Regions from separate parts of the Mus musculus genome. Here all the other regions are linked to region 1. The links are chromatin contacts, called in public Hi-C and promoter capture Hi-C maps. All regions are on one chromosome and are shown on one strand. The core of a region is the stretch at or near the end of the contact, and the rest is flanking DNA. Distances in the headings are between cores, read along the strand shown. Region 1 holds the start of 4930524O08Rik (RIKEN cDNA 4930524O08 gene). Region 2 holds the start of Adamts7 (a disintegrin-like and metallopeptidase (reprolysin type) with thrombospondin type 1 motif, 7). Region 3 overlaps Tbc1d2b (TBC1 domain family, member 2B).

The links. Promoter capture Hi-C pulls out the DNA fragments that hold promoters and counts their contacts. Hi-C and Micro-C count contacts between places; a contact is called where the count stands out from the background.
Region 2: a contact with region 1 is called in a promoter capture Hi-C map of stem cell-derived epiblast-like cells, with 5 times the contacts expected there. The contact joins the promoter of Adamts7 here to the promoter of 4930524O08Rik in region 1. A contact is called at or near these places in 10 of 39 promoter capture datasets (the 3T3-L1 cell line, cranial neural crest, embryonic stem cells and 6 more) and 4 of 115 datasets of contacts at active chromatin or transcription factors (bone marrow-derived macrophages, embryonic stem cells, pancreatic cancer cells and 1 more).
Region 3: a contact with region 1 is called in a Hi-C map of muscle stem cells, with 4 times the contacts expected there. The contact joins the enhancer-like site here to the promoter of 4930524O08Rik in region 1. A contact is called at or near these places in 3 of 484 Hi-C or Micro-C datasets (embryonic stem cells, muscle stem cells and pre-B cells) and 1 of 9 other capture datasets (adipose tissue).

The regions. Positions count from the first base shown.
Region 1 is chr9:89,824,219-89,828,540 of GRCm38.p6, reverse strand. It overlaps 4930524O08Rik (RIKEN cDNA 4930524O08 gene), which reads right to left and starts at 2,022. Exons shown (of 6, transcript NR_040735.1): 1 at 1,304-2,022.
Region 2 is chr9:90,161,502-90,166,377 of GRCm38.p6, reverse strand. It overlaps Adamts7 (a disintegrin-like and metallopeptidase (reprolysin type) with thrombospondin type 1 motif, 7), which reads right to left and starts at 3,400. Exons shown (of 24, transcript NM_001326351.1): 1 at 3,064-3,400. The coding sequence starts at 3,133.
Region 3 is chr9:90,199,230-90,203,526 of GRCm38.p6, reverse strand. Tbc1d2b (TBC1 domain family, member 2B) reads left to right here. Exons shown (of 13, transcript NM_194334.2): 13 at 1-1,480. It overlaps Adamts7 (a disintegrin-like and metallopeptidase (reprolysin type) with thrombospondin type 1 motif, 7), which reads right to left. Exons shown (of 24, transcript NM_001326351.1): 24 at 3,425-3,813. The coding sequence ends at 3,656. Among named protein-coding and RNA genes, the nearest start is that of Adamts7, 38 kb to the right of the region's middle. Within about 2 kb of position 2,171, at least 46 of the 459 cell types and tissues checked have an H3K27ac peak or open chromatin away from gene starts, as enhancers often do. A contact at or near this core is called in adipose tissue and muscle stem cells, where this site is marked.

The DNA of each region.
Region 1 (4,322 bases), core at 773-3,272:
GGATCCAAATATCTAATGTAGAAGAAACCACACACCTTCTCAGGAATCTCCTTGTCACCTTGCCATGGTGAAGGCACAAATCCTGGGCAGCCTTCTGCCCTATGCAGTCACCAGGCTGGCCCCGGCTGTCTCTGGGAGGCTGACTCATGCCAAGGAAACAGATCTGGGAATGTCTACAGAGTTCCTGGTGGTAAGGATGAAGAACTGGGCATAAGTGGAGAGCCGGGACATGTGCAAACGGTGAGGCAGTCACTGAGCCGCTGGAAGAGTCTGGGGTGTCTGCTCAGCAGGTACCCACCAGTTCCTGCTTTTTATGTGAGGGTTCTCTAGAGAAACTGGGGAACGAAGTAATTTTATCCCTGAGAACATCTCTCTTAAACACCATGAACCTCATTGTACCCGACAAATGCAAGCTAGGGAAGAAAGGGTTCACAGGTCAACTACAACAGCAGCAGCTTGTCCCCTTACGTCCCTAAACAGAAACAGATAAAACATTAATTACGTGTAAGACAGTGCTTAGCCCTCTCTCTACCCATTCATTCCTGGACCTACCCCATAAATGGTGCCTCCTGCTTTCTACATGAGTTGGTCTTCCCAACTCAATTCACCCAATTACGAAACTCCTTCATAGCCCCAGGCCAACCTAATCTAAATAATTCCTCATTAAAACCTTCTTCCCAGCTCATTCTAGGTTGTCAGAGTCGACATCACAGTCATTTTCTTTACTTGTAAACAGTGATGGATAATTGGGACAAGCAGAGTAAATAGCAGCGTTACTCTGAGTGACAATCCCTGATGACTGTCTTGGCCTTGTGACAGTACTGTCTGAAGTGAACGACTTGGTTTTAACCCTTGTTGCCTGCAGAATTTTTCACGGAGGCTTCTCTAGATGTTGGAAGCTGCAGACATTTCTGGATTAGATCTGGGAAGCTTCTGGATGGTGGGTCTCCTCTGAGACTACCTAGACTAGCAATTTCCACATCCCAGCCAGAATCCCTGGATCAAAATCTTGTACGAAGCTCATTCTGTCTAAGGCTCGTGGTGGGTATAGGGCTCAGAGGCTCACAGGTGCTCCCTCTTGTGGGGCGGTCTGCAAGTAGCATTCTTCATCCGGGTGTCGGAGGAATATCCGTAAAACGTATTCCTTGGTGGAAGCCATGACTCAATTTAATGGGAGTGAAGATCACAGAGAAGAAAATTACCCAGAATGACTTAGGAACCCTTTGCTTTCTCCTGGCCTCAGTTTCCCTATCTGTATTTTGAGACTGCAGTCTTCCACGCTCTCAACATCCCAAGCACGTACTATATTAAAGCATGATGCGGGCGCCCCCTTGTGGTCAGAAAAGGCCTTGGCTGTTGGAGGAGTTGATGGCGTCTGTAGGTTTACGCAAATGGAGGCCCAAGACAGGCCTTCCTGTTTTCTGCTCGATTTAGTGCTCTGTCTCGAGGTTAGTCTCTTCTCTTGATTGATCCTCATATTCTCACATCGAGTGGAGCATCAGGAGGCCCAAAGAGACATGATGGACAATGTTCCCTTGGCGATGCCACTAACTGCGTGTGATTTTCGCCAGGGCCTTTTACCGGAAGCAGGCTTACATAACTGCAGTGATGGGGGATGGGCACTGTCAGCCTTCAACCTGGCATCTAGGAGGTCTGTGAAATCCCCTGAGGTCTAGGGAGCATTTGTGCAGACCAGCAGTTGTAGGAGACAAAGGTCCAGTGTTTTGTCTGCGTTTCTTGAGGTGGCTTTGCCGCTTTGAGTGCATTAGTGATAAAGCTTCAGGGGAGAGGCCTTACCTTCAGAACGCTCACATCGGGCTCCTTTTTGGTCACCAATACTGAGTAGACGTGCTTTAAAAGCCAAAGAAAAATGAAGAAAACAACAAACAAACAAACAAACAAACAACAAAAAAAGCCAAGTCCCCTAGATCAGAACTGACAACCAGGGCAAATGGTCTCAGCTCTGTATACCTCTGCCTGCTGGTTTTCCTGTCCTGTAATCCCAACGTGATCCCTGGGAACTCCAAAGACAGGAACTGACAACAGGCAGTCCTGGCGGGCTCTGTTAAGCTACAAGGATGGATGATGGCTGGCTTCAGTTTCTAGTCAGTTTCACACTGCCACGGAATCGGTGACCGGTTCTGTCTCCTTTTTGCAAATCATGAGTAGAGGTGGAAGAGGGAGGCTAAGTCACCACGGTTAGTTCACTTGATTCTCACAATAGCTCTGGGAAGTAGGCCTGTTATCACCATGTACTTACAGAAACTGAGTCTTGGAACTGGAGAGTGACTTATCGCATACCAGAAAAGGTGTTGATGGTGGGGCTGTGTGCGTGTCCATGTGAGTATATATGTGTATATATTTGTGTGTGTGTATATTTGCTTATGTGTTTGCATATATGTGGGTGTATGTATCTATGTGTGTGCATTTATGTATTGTGTATATATGTATATGTGTATATATTTATATATGTATGTATGAATGCATGTGTATATCTGTGTGTGGCATATTTTCCTCTAAGTTTTACTATGTAGTTTTTTAAAAAATTTAGCATATGTTACTTAGGCATGATAATGGGTTTTATTATGACAGTCTCTTACATATATAGCACGTATTTTACTCCTAGTCACCTCCATTACCCTTTCCTGTCACTTTGCCTCTCCTGCTGAGCCTTCCTCCCACCCCAGCTAGGCCCCACAATGTTACATTCATGTCTTCTTTACAAAGAGGAACTACTGAGTTTTGTTAGTGTTGCTTACAGAGACATGGCTGCAAAGGTGTTGTTACAGGAGAGCACACACCTTCACTGAAGACAATGTCTAGTCCTCTCCCAGACACCACGGAATCGCTGGGCTTTTAATTGTGATTTGCAGCTGGCCCATGTGGCACTCACAGGACTGACGAGGGGCACTCAGCACCTCAGGAGACATCATGCCCAACTGTTGGAGCCACTGGTGTGTCCACTAGAGCATTCTGAGCACGTCCCCAAGGTGTCTGACTGAGGTCCTTGTCCCAGTTTCTGGACTGAATTTCTGGCTGTATAGCAGTTTCGGACAACCCATAACTCTCCTCTTCAGTTTCTCATTTCCTGGTGACAGGATCTTATCTTGACATTCCCTGGCCCACACCTTGCTTTGATCTGTCACTGGGCTTGGCAAGTCACTCATGCAGAAGTCCACATGTCCTCTCTGTTCCTTACAAGGCCTGGAGACTGGCAGCTCTCCTGGCCCCCCCTCCCTGCACAATAACATAGGGCCACACCCACAGAACAGTTTATCAACACTGGGGCACCAGTGACTTCCCACCACTTACCTGATCCCCACCCCAAGTCTTCTGTATGAGGGTGTCCTGGATACGTGAGAAATTACCAAGCATTCAAATGTTATGCTTATCTTTGTCCTTGGGGTCTGAGAGGGCCAGGATCTCATGGACATCTTATATTCCCAGCTAGAACAAGGTCCTCCCATCCCACTTCTCCCTTTCTCTACCACACCAGTGAACACTATGGCTGGGTTCTGTGTTACTCTCTCTTCCCTAACCACCGTGGCCATCAAGTCTGCCTCTGTCCACACTGGACTGTTTGAGGCTGGTCCTCACTTGCCCGTGACATGGTCACCATCTCCTTCACTGTGTTACTGAAGTCCAAATATCCAGAATCTAGGCGTGGAGTGCATAGCATGCCCACTGTTCTGTGAATTCTCACTGTCATGGCCACTGAAAATCCCTACGCCTATTAAATAAGCGAATGCAAGGGTGGATTGACAAGACACTCCCCGCTGCTCTCAAGCCGTGTCCCGCCGTACTGAATACAGCTGCACTTGCTCCTTGGATATTATTACATGCAGAATTTCACCTCCATTCCCATTAAATACAATTCATTCATGCCTGTAAGCGCTTTATAGATAGCCTTCTTGACCCTCCCATCGATTTAGTGAGGGAGAGACCCAGGGAATGATTGACAGATGCTCAAAGCTCAAGCAACTTCTAGAGACAACCTTCCCAATGCCGTGGCCATTTAATAACAGTTCTTCATGTTGTGGTGACCCCCCCCCCCACCATAAAATTATTTTTTGTTGCTACTTCATAACTGTAATTTTGTTACTGTTATTAATCAGAATATAAAGATTTGATATACAGGTGGTCTTAGTTGACCTCTGTAAAAGGGTCTTTCAATTCCTCAAAGGTCATAACCCACAGGCTGAGAACCACTGCATTAAGGGGTGAAGCCGGGACACCATCCCAGGTAGGGTTAACTCAGAGCTGAAGCACAGAGCACAGTGTTCTGTGCTGTGCCCAACCACAGGGTATTTGCAGATGAGAGG
Region 2 (4,876 bases), core at 2,151-4,650, 340 kb before region 1:
CTGCTCTACTGTAGGTTTGGGGTTCTAGGGTCCCATGATGTATAGGCTGTGTAATCGTACCTTCCCAGGGGTTCTAACTGGGTCCTTTCAGTGGCTAGCATGCTTGCTGCCCTGGCACCCTAATAAGAGTATTTGAGACTACTACCCCTTGACCATAGACTGCAGGCCTGTTCTATTTATTGGCACATATATTGGGAAAAATTAGTTAATTTCTAATGTCTAAAAATTATATGATCTTTACCCCTGCACACACACACAATTTCCATTCCAAGCCTTCCTTGAAGTTTTGTTATCTACACACATCAGACCTAAATCCATACCTGTCAAAGGGGGCTGGAGAGAAGCAGTGAGTCCTTTGAAACCTGTGCTCCCCATCTGTCTCTGTCCCCACTACTTACTACTGTGGCAGACACTGAGGCTGAGTATAGACAGGTTGCCTGTTCAGTATCGTGCATGTATTTCAGTGAAGAACTTCATCTCTAACCAAGGTGGAAAAAGCAATAAACGGGCCAAGAGCCCATTATCTCTAAACAAATCTGTCTTTCCACCAGCCTTGTTTGCTCATTTCTGTTATGAAATGCTGGGTTCACGACACCTGGCGTATGCCCTGGATACTAACTGTTTGGAAGCATTTGGTGTTCCAAAGTCCAGGGAAATGCAAAAGACACTACCCTAACCCCATCAAAGAGAGAGGCTGACACAAGGCATCCACAGCCTCTCACCCTGGCACAGTATAGAGAAAGTCCAAGCAAAGGATGGAGACACTGCCTTGCTTAGACTGGAATGGACTGGGATGAGAGAGATCTTCATCAGAGACAGCCCATTGTAAACGTCAGGCCCTCAGACTTGCTCAGCATGCACGGTAGGAACCAAGTCACCTCCTCAACCTTAAACCATGTCAAAAGATAAGCAAAGAGAATTAAAAGATGAGTAATTCTTAGTCATGCCTACCAGAAGACTATGGTGGCTGAAACCATCAGCACCTAGTGTCAATAAAGGATAATTGCAGGTTCAAATACATTCACAAGTGGGGACCTACACAGGAACAGAGCCTCAGAGCTGAAATTGCCTTGGAATAGCAGCTGGCACCACCCAGCAGGGGGCCAGTGGCTCATGGCAAAGTGTCCTGCCAGGTCAGGTTTGCCTTGATATGACTCTGCTCCTGCCACAAAGCACACACTGCTGTGATAAAGACTCTGTCACCCCCTAGGTGACAACTCCCACTTCAGAGCTTCTGCCAGAGAAATGCCAACATTGTACTAACCTTCACCTCACTTCACTAAATTACAATCCAGCCCTTCAAATGACCTGCAGAAGTACATAGACTCAGGGCTCACAGAGCAATGCAGAGGAAAATACAATGGGGGGCGGCGGGGGGGGACCAGCTGGGCAACCCAGGAGACCTTGAGAAAAAAAATTAGTCCTAATTCTCCTAAAACCTGAGCCAAGACCGTGCTCTTTGATGCTCCATTCAGTAGCAAGAGCCCATGCTCAGAAAAAAAAAAAAAAAAAAAAAAAAAAAAAAAGTCCACATCCTCGGAGTCAGAAATTCTGAGACCAGAAACAGGAGGGCCCCATATTACATATCTAGAGGGATTACAGAGACACATGCTCCACACTGGTGGGCAGCAGAGTCTAGATTAGTGAAGAGAGGGTGACTGGCCTGCTGGCACCCCAGGCAACAAATCCAAATAGCAGGACTCATCAAAGACTCATCAAAGAAATCCTATGGCGTTTGTCTAACAGAGTAATAAAGATAATGGCCACTACTTGGCAGTTACTACCCAGTAATAAGCAACTGATCTTCAGTATTTCGGACCTCTTAAAAAACCCTAAAAGGTGGACCTCCCCTGACCACACACACCTTCCAAGGGCCCAGGAGCAAGGGATGTTTCTGCTTTCTCTTTCCACTGCCCCCCTCTGACAGTTCACGCTAATCTTTTAACCTGTTTCCATACCCATAGAAGAACTTTTTATACATGTTGGTTGCCTTGCAGTTCTGATAACAGATTTTGAGAAATAAGAATGTGTTAAGGCTAGGTCCCAGCAGGTACTCACACACTCACACACCCAGACTTCTCGAATGTTACTGTTAGATTAATCCCAAAATGCTGTTCTCCTCGGTGCTTTAAATGTCCCTGGCATCCAGGCCCACAGCTACAGTATCTTGACCAGGATGGCAAATGGCCTAATCAGGCTCAGGGCAGATCTTCCTTGAGGTCACCCCTGCCCCATGCATATTGGTCCAACTCACTCAAGAGTTCATTCATCCCTCCAGTCCCGTCACCCCTGTCATACCCTTGAATCCCTCACCTGCAGATACATAACCAGCCCCCATTTGGCCTGGAGCGTGCTAAACACGGGCTCTGGGGTCTTCCACATCCCTGACTCTCACAGTCCCAGGCCCGCTGCTCCGGACTCTCCAGAAGCGCGCTACAACGCAGGTCGCGGCCAAACAAGAGCCTGGATGCTGGCCAGAGGCTCGTCGGAGGCCGGCCGGCCAGGCGGGGCTGGGAGAGTTAACCCAGGGCGGAGGAAGAAGCTCAGGCTCCCCCATTCCCCTCCCTTGAACACTTGGGGGAGGGGGAAACAGGAAATGCAAAGGCGATGGGGACTCGGACCCCCACGTCCGCCTAGCTGGGAGGAGAGGCGGCGGACCCCGGTAGACCTGCGACCTGGCGCGGTCCCCAGCAGCGTCCTGGCTAGTTTGCTTTCCAGGAGAGTCACCCCGAAGGAGTGTGTAAGAAGCCGTCTCGCGCGAATCGTCCAGCCCACTCGGAGGAGCGCTCTCCTGGGAAAGATGCACTCAGCGCAGCACGCGCGGCAGGGAAGCCGAAGCCCGAAGAGAGTGCAAGCTCACTCCAGTGGCAAGTCCCGGATGCCAGCTGAGTGGACAACTGAAGGATGGCTCCCGGTAGGTGCAGCTTCTCTCAGCTGCCAACACGACCCCAGCTGATCCCTAGTCTCAGAGTAAGCCGGTCCTGCGCGGGGTGCACAGAGAAGCGGCTGGGATTGCAGAAAGGGTGGCAGGGTCAGACGGGTCCCAGAGGCTCAGCCACCCACCTGATGCAGGTCCGAGGACGCGGGACGCCAGAGCGCACAGGATCAGGAGGAGACTCGGACCACGGTGCATGGCCCGGACGGGGTGGCCGCAGGACGACCCCTGTGCACTCCTTCGTCTACGCCGTTGCGTCCCAGCCGGGCCTGGGTCCGACTCAGGACATGCCTGGCTTTAAACTCTTCCCAAGGTCCGGGTCCTGACTCTAGCCGCCGGGCAGCTGCACTCGCTCCTCCGGCAACAAAGACTGCAAGGCCCGCCCCCTCAGCCAGCTGCCGAGGCAAAGAAAGAGAGCGAGAAGCCCAGGAAAAAAAAAAGAAAGAAAGAAAGAAAGAAAGAAAAGGAAGGAGGGAGGGCGGGAGGGGGAGCAGGGCGCCCACCCCCGCCCCGCCCGGCGGGCTCCTGCCCCCGCCCCCACCGGTCTCGCCCCGCCCCCGCCAGGCCTCAGCGCCCTGCGGGCGGGCCACCTCTTGCAGAGCACGGTCCCCACCCTACCAACTCAGGCTCCGGACCGCCCGCAGGGCTACAGACGTCCCCCTGGCGGTGGTGCGCGCCCAGGCCGTCTGTATCCTCCGAGATCTACCCCCCCCCCCGTCCCCTCCCAAAAAAAATCTGGAGTTCTGCAGTTTCTTGTCACTATCTATGCTTCAAGAGACATTCTTGGGTATGCGTCCCAGGCAAAGAATGCCTGCCCTTCAGAGAAAGAAACCTGGAAACCCCCAAGGAACGGAGATGGCACAGCAAGGAGGCACGATCCGGGGGATTCTAGATTTGTGTCCAAAGTCAACCTAGGAGAAAGACTTGGGCCCTTCTAGACTGGGCAGCAGTTCGCTGATTCCTTGCCTCCAGATGCTTTCAGATGTCTGTTTTCCCTGGACTCGGCACAGCGTTCTGCCAACAGCCTAGAGACTCTGGTGGGCCAAGACAGTGGCTACAGACTTTCAGAAGGGACCCTGGTAGCCTGAAAGCCAGCCAACCTTGCTTCATATTCCTAAAAATCTTCTGTCCTTGGTGGCCCTAATCCACATCCCCTTTAGCCTATACTTCCAGGAGCAGACTCAGGAGAACATGCACGCGGGCGCGCGCGGGCGCGCACACACACACACACACACACACACACACACACACACACACACACACACACACACCTTCACTGAGCCTGGTTCTACCCTGACAGTGATGTACTTGTACAATCCTTCTTCTCCCCCTTGGCCACTCTTTGTGCCCACCAAGGTACACAGGGACCCATACGGCTCATTGGCAGTTTCATGGTGTTTCTCCTACCAGAGAGCTCACTTGTATCTCTCTGCTGTCCGGCTCTCTTAGCTCTAGGGAGATGTGTGTAATGCATCGACATCTGCTCTCCTCACAGTCATCCTCAATGTCTCCATCTTAGTTCTTTTAGGTCTTGGTACCACCTGAGGCTGTGACATCCCCTGCAGCGGAGATTGTTGTTGGTTTATTTCGTTTTGTGTCCTCTAGTCCCTTGTCATCTTTCTTCTCTTTACCCTTTGACCTCTTCGGGCTCCATCTTCCCTCTCCCCCCCCACCCCCCCACCTCTGACAGTGGCAGGAACAACAAAGGCTATCCCATCTTCCTGAACATCTCCCACCCAGTGCAAAGGTACGGAAAGCTGGCACCTACTTTCTCTTTCTGAATATGCAGAGCAAACACTTTGCACTGTTGGAAAATGATCTCACCAGGACTCTGCAACCCTCTCCCTCCGTCTTCCCAAAAGGATTCAGTTCCAATATTTTCTTCTGTCCATGGTTTCCATGAGCTACTAACCCTCAGTCTAAAACATTCTATCCCTAGTA
Region 3 (4,297 bases), core at 922-3,421, 370 kb before region 1:
TCCCTGAGACCAAATGCAGGGAGATGCCCCACCCCCTTGGAAGTGCCGGCTCTCAGCCTTGGGGACAGCTGTTAGGAAGTGCCGCAGGGTAGGGTTGCCCCAGGGCTCAGTTGCCATGTCAGTTTCGTACCAGAAGATGCCAGTCCAGATGTGCATTTGGTGTAAATTTACTGGCGGGTTGCTTTTGTCCTGTATGCTGGTGGAGGAGTCTTTAAAGCACCTGGTGATGCCGGGGACATGGCTTAGAACATGTGCCTGGTGTGTGGGACTCTGGGTTCCAGCCCAGTGATTGGAAACGAAAATCTCCAATATGCATGGGGTCCTGTTCTGCCATTCCCTGAGAGACGGCATTAGTTTCTCAAGCAGTTAGCATCAGTGCTCAGGTAAAAGTCTCAAGAGGCCCCAAGGGGAATGCACAAATGCACACTTAGAGGCTCTCATCCCTGGATAAATGACTCAGTGGCTTCAGAGCTGAGAAGGAGGGCTTGCCCTCTTTCCAGTTTGGGGACAAAATGGCAGATGCTTGTCCCAGAGGCAAGGCTCCGGTGACTGAGCCATCTTCTCCCATTCCCTCATCACGGAGACTGTCTTTACCCTCCTCTAGTGTTCCTGAGGTTCCAGACTTCTCCCAGCCACCGTGGCAGGTACCCCTCATGTCAGGGACTGCCTCGTGCTGCTTTTCATCTGAACCTTTACCCAGCATGCAACGCATGGCTCCTGCCTGGTGAGCCTCGTGGGCTGAGAAAGCCAAAGCACAGCCTCCAGCGTGTGGGTCCAAATGCACGTGCCACAGTAGAGGAGCACCCTGCGCTTGGCGCCCCGTCTGGTGGGACCTACCGATATTCCAACCGTTGACACTTTTATATTTTCACTACATTTTATATTTTTATAGACTATTTTATATTAAGGTTTTTCTAGATCCTGTACAACTTTTATATAACAAGTTCTATTTTGTGTGCACGACTCCCCTGTATGTATTTATATCAACCCGAGCCTCCCAGATTGCAGGTCCCTCTTGTGCCACCTTTTCCTCTTAGCCTTGACTGTCCCTCTCCTCTGCTCACCCAGGTAGCCTCAGGGGCTACTTCTAGCCGTGATAACACCCGAACAGCAGTCACTGGTCAGCATGTACTTCTCTGGTGTTTGTTAGCTGTGGTCTGTTGATACAGGAAGTACTCTGGGCAGTACCCAGTCAGGTTACCACACTATGTTACCGCACAAACCCCTCTCCCTCAGTACAGTGGGTGTCCTGATGCAGCGACCTCTGGGTGGGTGGCTGGTCAGGAAAGTCCTCGAAGACAGAGGCTAGATGCAAGCCCGATGTATGAGGCTCTGCTCCTGTGGGCAACTAGGGGACTTGAGGGCACACTGCCAAATGACTGTCCTTTCATATCACAGCAGCTTCCCTGCTCATCCTTGAGTTAAATGTAGACTTGTAAAGGAAGAAATAAACTAATTTTTATTACATTCTGCCTCAAAAGGTAGGTGTAGTCATTTGTGACAGAAGCCTCTACGTGGTCTTGTGGTATGGGGTGTACATGAGGGCCTTCTCCAGTTTGCCAGCCTCATGATTCTTATGTGTCTTCTCTTGGTTCCACTGGAATGGGAGACAGGGTGCCCTTCTTGACACTGGTAGGCCTCAGTTGCCCTGAGTACCATGGGTGAACTATGGGCAGAGGCTGAAGTCATAAGTGAAATGCTGCCTGTTTCCAGACAGTTTACCCACCCCACACCTCCCCCCTTGGGAGATAGGCACCCTTTTGCACCAGCTGTGCATGCCCAGCCTGAGTCACGGCTTGTTTGCCTCCTGTCTGTGTGGACAGCTCAGGCCCAGCTGCCACGAGGGACTCCCCCAGACATCTCTGGAAAAAACCAAGAATGATTAGGACCAAATGTCTTTCCGACGGTGGGAGGGGGGGGTGGGAGGGGAGTTCAACCAGGGCTCTTCAGTGTAGGCCTAGACCTATTACACTGCTGCTGGTCTTTGGGAGACAGATTTATTCAGCAAGGCCAGGGGAGCTCCTAAGGCCACACAGCATTACTACAGTAATGGCAGAGGCCAGAGCTGGGTCACGGACCCTAGGGCTCCGCCACAGTGCCAGCCCCTGCTGTGTACGAGTCTTGGGCAAGGAAATGGCTCTGCTCCCATCTTTGTGAGGAGTTGCCATGGGAGTGGATTAGGCAAGGTTATAGGAAGCCATTACTCAGAGTGGATCCCTGGGGCCTCTTTGGGCCCACGGGGCTGTTGCAGGCACAAGTAAGCAACAAATCCAATAAGCTTCTCCACCCACAGCATGGTAGTGCCTGGACGCACACAAGCCACCAGGGACTTGCTCTCCTGAGTGACCTGATAGACTGCCTGACTTTGACCGAGCCATGTACCGGGAGCCCAGAATAGGAGGTAGGGGTTCAAGGTTTAAGAGCTATACTGAGCCTGTACCTCCTAGGTATGTACTCCTGGGCCAGTCCCTTCCCTCCACTGTGACCTTCTCACCTGTTTGACTTCAGGATGAGATGGCAGGAGCATATGGAACCCAGAGCTGGGTGAACATCTTGACCCCTGAGAGCGCCAACCCCCACTCCAGTCTCCCCACTCCTAGGTAGAGCAAGTCACAGGACAGGCGTAACACTGACTGGGTCCACCCCCCTGATGCCCTTTCATAGTCTCAGGGAGCGACTTCCAGTGTGCCCATGTTCTCAGTGGCCGAGTGCCTTCATGCTTCCACGTGCACCTCACTCTGGCAAATAAAATGGGACAGGTGCCCCCCTGGAACCTCAGGGCCTCAAACTTGGAGGAGGACCCATAATGCCATCCAGAAGACTCCTGAAGATGGCTCACAGCCAGAAGGAAAGGGCAGTCAGGGGCCTAGCCTGGGAGGAAGGCTTAGTTATTAATACCCTATCACTAACCAGGATCCTCTTCAAAGTACCTGCATGCCCAGCCGCTCTCAAGTAGCACATCTGAGCCTTACCTACTATCATGCCCCAGGTAGTCCCCATGGGAGACAGGACAGCTTGATGCATGAGTACACCTGCCTCTATTTCTGTGAAACACAGGTCTCTGAGGACCTTCATGGAAGATAGCAGGCAGAGGTGAAGAATGATCAGGGACATTGAACAGGACTCCCTGGATCTCTTGCCAACCTGTACCTCCTGCAAAGACCTTCCTGCTCATACCATGTAACCCTCTGGGGATACCGCTTCCCTAGAAGCCACCTCCACCGCCTTCAAGACCTTGCGTGTCTACATTAGGCTGCTTTTCATGGCCTCTGTGCTGGTTATGCTGATTTGCCCCCAAAGAAACAGAGAAGCTGCTGACTGCTCTGACTTCCAACAGGGGACAGGGTAGTAGCCATTTGACAAGAGGTGGGTAGGGCGGGGTCACATTGGAGAGTCTCCAGATCCAAAGACAAGGCCAAACCACTCTGAAAGGGTAGATACTCATTTATGTAAAATAATAACAAATGTGCAAACTGTTAGAATAAAAAAATACCTTTTCTGAAAGGAAAGGGGGTCCCCAGCCTGCCACCGTGCAGGGGTGGGGTTAGCACCGTTAGGGCACGAGGAGCAGGGGGCTCCACCGCAGCCTGTGGTGGGGCACTGAGGTCTGTGTGTCAAGGGTCAGTCTGTGCATTCTAATGGTGCCTTCCTCGGTTTACCGTCTGGCTACCCGCTGATGGCCTCGGGAAGGGACACCACGACTGAGTGGGGGACATGAACGGCAGCACTGAGCGCGGATGGTGGGCAGCTGGCAGCGGCCCAGCAGGCGCAGCGTCTCACAGAAATTGAAGGACAGGCGATCCCGCTCACAACCTGGGATGGGAAGGGAAGAGAGGAGAGGAGGTGCAGTGGTCAGAATCAGTGGGCATGGCCTCCAGAACCACACTTTGTCACCCCGTGATTCAACTGAAAAGCCCCTTTCCCTATTGCCTTAGGAAGAATAGCAACCAACAAGAAACTGGGTTTCTGAAGGATAGCCCCAGAATCAGAACCCCAGGTCCCCAGCTCTTGTCCCTGCCTCACCTGCCCTTGAACTACTGACAGTGTTGGGACTTAGCTTTCTGGAAGAAAAGTTCAAAGACCCCATCCTTTACCACCTCAGAAGATACCCAAGAGCCTACTGGCAGCGATGTAAACCTCTCGGCCCCATCTTTCTCCCTGCTCACCCCTGGTACTGGACAGGATCAGGCCCACCACTTGTCAGTGTGTCAGACACTGTTAATATGCATCCACTCTACAGTCTGCCACCTCCATTGGTCCCACATGCCTTTGCTGTCATCACTGCCCCACCCCCATA